Linked DNA regions of Mus musculus: region 1 is linked to region 2. The links are chromatin contacts, called in public HiChIP or PLAC-seq maps. All regions are on one chromosome and are shown on one strand. Each heading gives the region's core, a stretch centred on a gene start, on an enhancer-like site or on the middle of the called end of the contact. The rest is flanking DNA. Distances are from core to core; before and after follow the strand shown. Region 1 holds the start of Wfdc10 (WAP four-disulfide core domain 10). Region 2 overlaps Sdc4 (syndecan 4).

Evidence for each region. HiChIP or PLAC-seq counts read pairs in DNA pulled down with a chosen protein or histone mark.
Region 1: a contact with region 2 is called in an H3K27ac HiChIP or PLAC-seq map of large pre-B cells, with 2.2 times the contacts expected there. The contact joins the promoter of Wfdc10 here to the enhancer-like site in region 2. A contact is called at or near these places in 4 of 39 promoter capture datasets (HPC-7-derived erythroid cells, cranial neural crest, frontonasal cranial neural crest and 1 more), 1 of 15 datasets of contacts at CTCF or cohesin (large pre-B cells), 1 of 484 Hi-C or Micro-C datasets (the HL-1 cell line), 3 of 115 datasets of contacts at active chromatin or transcription factors (embryonic stem cells and large pre-B cells) and 1 of 9 other capture datasets (embryonic stem cells).

The regions. Positions count from the first base shown.
Region 1 is chr2:164,654,373-164,657,771 of GRCm38.p6, reverse strand. Wfdc10 (WAP four-disulfide core domain 10) reads right to left here and starts at 1,726. Exons shown (of 2, transcript NM_001039501.2): 1 at 1,574-1,726; 2 at 404-709. The coding sequence starts at 1,664. The coding sequence ends at 426. Wfdc9 (WAP four-disulfide core domain 9) reads left to right here and starts at 2,806. Exons shown (of 4, transcript NM_001160414.1): 1 at 2,806-2,889.
Region 2 is chr2:164,421,173-164,424,415 of GRCm38.p6, reverse strand. It overlaps Sdc4 (syndecan 4), which reads left to right. Exons shown (of 5, transcript NM_011521.2): 5 at 1-169. Among named protein-coding and RNA genes, the nearest start is that of Matn4, 18 kb to the right of the region's middle. Within about 2 kb of position 1,610, at least 70 of the 459 cell types and tissues checked have an H3K27ac peak or open chromatin away from gene starts, as enhancers often do.

The sequences.
Region 1 (3,399 bases), core at 477-2,976, 230 kb before region 2:
ATTGCTCGACTTCCCTGGATTGACTATTTTCACTGTAAACAAATCTTAGCCGGAGAACCCTAAGAGCAGCTGGGGGTGACCAGGGCTAAGGAGAGGAAGCCATTTTTGGTGGGGGGCGGGGGACTCCCACCCTCTACCTCAGATTTTTCTTTTAATTCTCTGCCTGTATGATGCTTAAAGGTTTTTGTGAACCCAAGGCAAGGAATGTTCTCTTTAGCCCTGTGGCATGCTGTACAGGAGATATGTGTTGTGGTAGAGCTGGTTTGGTGTGCTGGAGCCTCCTGGAATTGGAGTGGGTGCACAAGACAACAGGACAAACTAGAGACAAATTACCAACAAGGGGTGGGGGTGGGAACTGGGCCCGAGAGGAGCGCACTGGGCATCAGTGATTATTAAGAGTGTATATGAAGGAGGCAGGTGCTTGTTTATTTAGTAACAGCAGTGGTGAGAGATGACAAGGTAATTCCAGGCAGAATCATATCTCCTTCAAAGCTGGGCGGGGACCCACTCTCTGGGTAGACATAGTCAGAGGGAGGGGTGACAGGCATCTCCCATACGTCTTTATCCAACAGGTTCACGCAAACATTGCCACATGCAGCGGAGCAGCAGATGTTATTTGCTTGGCAGTCTTGGTGGGCTTCACAATGGCGGCTGCACAGATACCGTTTGGGCTTCCCCTCACACTCCTTGATCTCAGTGTGAACTGGTGCTACAAAAAGGGGGACGGTCAGGTAGGTGAGCAGAGTGGCTGCCTGGAGAGAATCCCTCTTGAGCTTAAAGTTCCAGCAGTGTGCTGAACACTCCCGCTGTGCCTGCATTTTCCCAGGCAACTTTTCTGTTTGTGCTCAGTCCTGCTGATCAGTTGTGTTTTAAATCTCATGCCCCGTGATAATCTCACCACCTCCCTATAGCTATTCGTGTCTGGGTCCCCTCTTCCTCTTCCTCATACCTACACCCACGACCAATCTCTCCTAGTAGAAAGAGCCGCAATGGCGCCATCTCTGTGAAATGTGTATTCTTACCCGGCTCATAGAAACCGGAGGTAGTTCACGGACCCTTTCAGCTCCTTAGAATTCTCAGGGTCCGTGAGGCTAACAAATCGGCCTCCAGCCTCTCTGTTTCCTCTGCTGTCTTGCTGTCTAGTGAAGTGTTCTGTCCTCTTCATCATTTACTTTTTACCCACCCCCACCCCCCACCCCAGGTGGCAACTCCATCCCTACCTCTTTCATGATCAATGTTTTGGTTTCTGCACCTATGCCCATTTCTACACCCCTCTTCCCCACTGAACACCTCTGAGAGTTTAAGCCCTCCCAAGTACGAAAGTTTGCCCCCTGGATTTTCAACCATGGGGCCCCTTCCATCACCGTTTGTTTCTGAATCTTTGGAACAAAGGGTGAGAATCGCACGTTCACTGTGCACCTTATCACTGTGTCCGGAACCATAGCTGAGGGGCCGTGGTCACCCAGAGTCAGGACAGTACTGCGGAGCAGAGTATGCAGTCGTATCCCTTCTGGGTCTGTTCTCAGTTGCTCCTTGCCAGCTACCCACAAACCCTACTCATCCAACCACCTACCTTCATATCTCTGCCTTCGCTGGACCCCTCCGTCGGCTAGGGAAAGCAGCAACAGCACACCAAGGAAGAGCAGCAGATTCCTGGACAGCATAACTGCGACCCAGGCGGTGAGCTCAGATCTAGTCTGGATGGCAGACTTTCCCACAGCAGGACGGGGCCTCTCTACTGCCTCTGCTGGCCAAATCAGGGCAGAGCAGTAGCCGTCCTGTTTCTTCCCCTTTTCTTGCCCCTTGCCCTTTTTCTCTGTGGCTTTTCTCATAAACGAGATCTCTTTCAGCCCCCTCTTCGCGCTAACATAATTTCCTCACGATATATATAGTTTAGGGCTCAGGAGATTGAGTAAAGTGTTTGCAGATAAAGCTGACCTGGAGGCAAATGTCTGTGAGCCAGAGCCGGGATTGTTGGTAGAAACAGAAGGCTCTCAGGGTCCTGCCGGGCTGTCTGGAGCTGAAGCTGTGAGTCTTAGGGTTGGTGAGGAATTCTGATGTTTACCTCTAGTGTCCATAAAATAGACTCATTTTTAAAAAGATTTACTCTGTGTGTGTCTGTGTGTGTGTGTGTGTGCGCGCGCGCGCGTGCTCGCCACACGTGACACCAGGACATCAGATCCCCTGGAACTAGCATTATCCACAGTTGGGAACTGAACCCCCGTCCTCTGCGAGAATAGCAGGTGCTCATTACCACCGAGCCGCCTTTCCAGCCTCGATCCTGGTTCGCTATTATCTCAGTTTCCCCGGGCACGCCACACAGAGTCTCGTTTTGGCTCAGACCCATCTTCTGCCCTTTTTATTTAATCCTGTAACCGTCTCCCAAGATGCCTTTCCGTCAGTGATTTCACTTATGTCACACACACACCATCATGTATGTCCTAATTCACGATGTTCTGCAAGATGCTCAAGGCTGAGCAAGGTGGGGCTGTGGGCAGCAGGCAAGGAAGGGATGAGCAGGGATTGAGGAGTGCCCAGGAGATGGTTACAGTCTGCACATCCAGATCCATCCGCAGCACCGTAAAGACTCTGAAATTTTGTTCCTGGCTTTTTAAAATATCTTTTCTTTATCCTCTGACAACCTCATACCTGTGTATAATGTGTATTGATCCTATCCGTTCTCAACCTTCTCCACCCACTGCCTCTGAATTCTCAGTCCCCAATATGCCCACCTTCATGCCCCACACCCCCATCTCTGCATACCAGAGGACCTACATATCTCCGGCTTGGCCCCACCTCTTAAAGGTTATATCCCTCTTACTATTGTTACTCTGGGGACCACGGCTCCAGCACAGGAACCTTTGGGGAACAGACTACAAACCACAGCAGGTACCATTTTCCTCCTCATCAGTTTCCCCTCAGTGTGTTCCCACACTGTCACACTGGGGCTTCCAAACCCCGAGCTCTGTCTTTGTACGGTTCGTCCTCCTTGGCCAAGTGTGTGCAGTCTTAGCATATACTGTGCAGAGCACCAGTGTACACACACACACACACACACACACACACACACACACACACCTGTAATCCTGTAGGCCAAGTTGAGAGGAGTCTGCTCTTTGAGAGTGCTAGACCTCTTTGTGTGTGTGTGTGTGTGTGTGTGTATCTGTGTGTGTGTGTGTATCTGTATGTGTGTGTATCTGTGTGTGTGTATCTGTGTGTGTGTGTGTGTGTGTGTGTGTGTAACAGAAGAGGACATTGGGTACCCTTCTCTGTCACTCCCTACCTCATCCCCTTGAGATAGAGTCTTTCACTGAACTTGGAGATTGCCATTTTTCATCCTGCCTATGTGGCTAATGCTCCCTTTTCCCATCTGCCTTTAACACTGGGGCTACAGGTCTA
Region 2 (3,243 bases), core at 361-2,860:
TGTGAGGCCCCCATCACCACCTCCGTGCAGGGTCCTAGCTGGCTGGGTCCTCTTCTAGCCTTGGTGCCTGCTCCTTTTCTGCACCATTCACACTGTTGTCTGTTACTGATCTTTTTTTTTTTTTTTTTTGATAAAAAGATAATAAAACCTGGTACTTTCTAGATTGTCAGCCTGTCAGTTTTATTTTTGGTTTCTCAAAACAGGGTTTCTCTGTGTAGCCCTGGCTGTCCTGAAAAGCATTCTGTAGATCAGGTGAACCTAGAACTCAAGAGGCTGACCTGCCTCTACCTCGATTAAAGAGGTGTGCCATCACACCCGATGCCATTATAAGATTTTGGGTTTCTTTTTAAGCTTTATTTTTATTTTATGTGTATGAGTATTCTACCTGCATGTACACCTGCGTGCCAGAAGAGGGCGTCAGACCCCATTACTGATGGTTATGAGCCACCATGTGGTTGCTGGGAATTGAATGCAGGTCCTCCATGAGGAGCAGCCAGTGCTCTTAACCACTGAGGCTTCACTCCAGCCCATTTTAAAGGGTTTTTTTTACAAGCCATTCATTCTGTATCCCTTGAACTCAATGAAGCCAGAGGGAGACCTTTTGGGGTGCCAGACACGGGCACAGACACGAGACAGCAGTAGGGCTTTGGAGGTAGGAGAGATGCCAGAAAATGTGCCCGTTGCTCTGGGCAGCACATCCTGTCTCTCCCCATTTTAATTAAGCAACACTAGGTTTAAAAACAAACACAGGCCACAGAGTCCCTCGGGCCTTTGGGATGGCTCAGAGTCTTAAGAGCACTTGTCACGCCAGCCTGAGGCCTCCAGTGTAAGTCCTGGACACAACGGGAGAGAAGCAGCTGCTGACGTCACACTCCGACTGCCACAAGTGAACCGTGGGGGCCACACACACTTGGACACACGTGGACACACACGCTACTTAATAAATCAAAATAGGAAAAAATAACCCTCAGTTGAGTCCCTGTGTGTAGAAATCGTAGTACTTCTCATAAAAGCCTTAGAGCTGGAAGACAAATCGACTTTGCCAGCTGTCAAGACTGTACTATAACCAGACATGGCTGAGAGGAAACAAGGCCCCAGACTGGCTCTTTCGTGACACAGTTCCTGCCTATTTCCGTGTCACCTGCCTGGTCTCTGTGGGCTGTGCTATAGTTGTCACACTTGAGAGTCTCATAAGCAGTAAAGGGCCTGTTGCCAAGGATCCCACCTGTCCTCAGCTTATCTTTGCAGAGTGGAGCCTCGATTTGTGGCCCGTTGACCTTGGTGACTTGGGTTTGGCACCATGTGGCCCCATGGGAAGAAGCAGCCAGAGGACTTAACTACACCAGCCAGGAACTTGGTGTTTCATGGTTGGGCCTGTTAGCACAGCTGCAGGAAACAGTCGTTAGAAATGGGACAAACTTCATCTGAAAGGTTAAAAGAACGTGTCCAAATCGATCGTTCACCAGTGGCGGAGGTAGGATTTGAATCCACATAGTGAGGGCCTATCAGAGGGTTTCCATTGCTCACAGTCCCTTCACTGTGGGGGTGGTCGGCCTTCACAGCACCTGGTCTCATATCTCTCTAGGGACCCTAAGTTCTGTTTCCTCGAGTCCCTTGGGTGAGTTTCTGGCTCTCGTAGTTCACCGCTTTTCCTGTAGCGTGAACTCTGAATGGGCTAGACCTGCTCAGTTTGCACAGCAGCCACCAGCCACCATGGCTCTTTAACATGTAAAAATGGAGTTGCTCAACAGCTACGTGTAGCTCATGGCTCCGGGATGGAGTGGGCACAGGATGTCCACCGTGTAAGGACTTTAATGATACCTGCATTTAGACTTCAGACGCCATCGGCTGTTGCCTTCCTTTCCCATAGTCTGCAGTGGGGAAGGCCAGAGGTTGACTGTGTGCCAAGTGGCACTTCTTTGGGTAAGATATTAGCGTCAAAAATGTTGGTTAGCTCTTCCTATGGAAACATTGTCCTTAAATTTAGGGCCTTACAATGACAAACATCTCTCATGGTTCCCATGTGTCACAAACACAGGAGCAGCAGAGGTGTCTCATGCAGTATTACACAGTCGTCATCCAGTTATGGGCTACGTTATAGACATCTGGAGGGCTGACTGGGCAGGAGGCTCTATTTCCAACTGAGAGAGTGCGTTCACAGGTCTGGAAACTTGGCTCTAGCTGTCTGGCAGGAGGTCTCAGTTGCTCACCTCACGGATTAACGTAGAAATGTGTGTCCTCGTGACGTGACCTGGCTTCCCAGAGTCAGTGATCCGAGAGAGCCAGGTAGAAGCTACAGGGCCTTTTAGGTTTTAGCTTTGGAAGCCACACACTTTCCCCTGCATAACATCAGTCAGTCAGGAATACAGGTCTGTCCTGTTGACTACCACAGAAAACAGCACAAAGGCAGGAATGTTAGGAGAGGCAAGGCTGACTGGAAGCTCTGCTAGTCATATTTCCTGACTGACCAAACATCTGAGAGAAAGGCATGGGGATATATTTTGACTTGAGGCAATCTGTCCTTATCTGACTCTGTGTTTCTGGGCCCTGGATGAAACAAAAACACGGCACAAAGGCGTGTTGGGGCAAAGTTACCTCATGGTATGCAGTAAGCAGGGAGAGACAAGGAATTGGGGACAAGCGTAACTAATTTTTAGGGCACACCTGTAGTAACCTCCTTTCTCAAACTAGGCCGCACCTCTCCCGTGCACCACCTCCGAAGGACGCTATATTATAGATCCATCAACGAAGGCATTAATCCAGTCATTTCCCCCGAACTCTTGGCAAGCAAGCCTCGGTGAGGTGGGCACTTCATATCCAAATCAAAATAGAAACCATCCCACAGGTTGTGACTGTACACTTTGTCACCTGTCAATCCGACACTGGGGTTGTCTGGCAGGCGAACACTGATGTCATTTCTGAGAAGTGAACAGGATTATTGTATTGATCCACTCTTACCCCATGATCTGCCAAACTCCAGAAACCTTTGGAGCACTGACCAAGGCCTTGTCTTAGTCAGGGCTTCTATTCCTGCACAAACATCATGACCAAGAAGCAAGTTGGGGAGGCAAGTTGGGGTTTATTCAGCTTACACTTTCCACATTGCTGTTGATCACCAAAGGAAGTCACTGGCACTCAATCAGGTCAGGAAGCAGGAGCTGATGCAGAGGCCATGGAGGGATGTTCCTTACTGGCTTGCTTCCCCTGGCTTGCTCAGCTTGCTTTCTTATAGAACCCAAGACT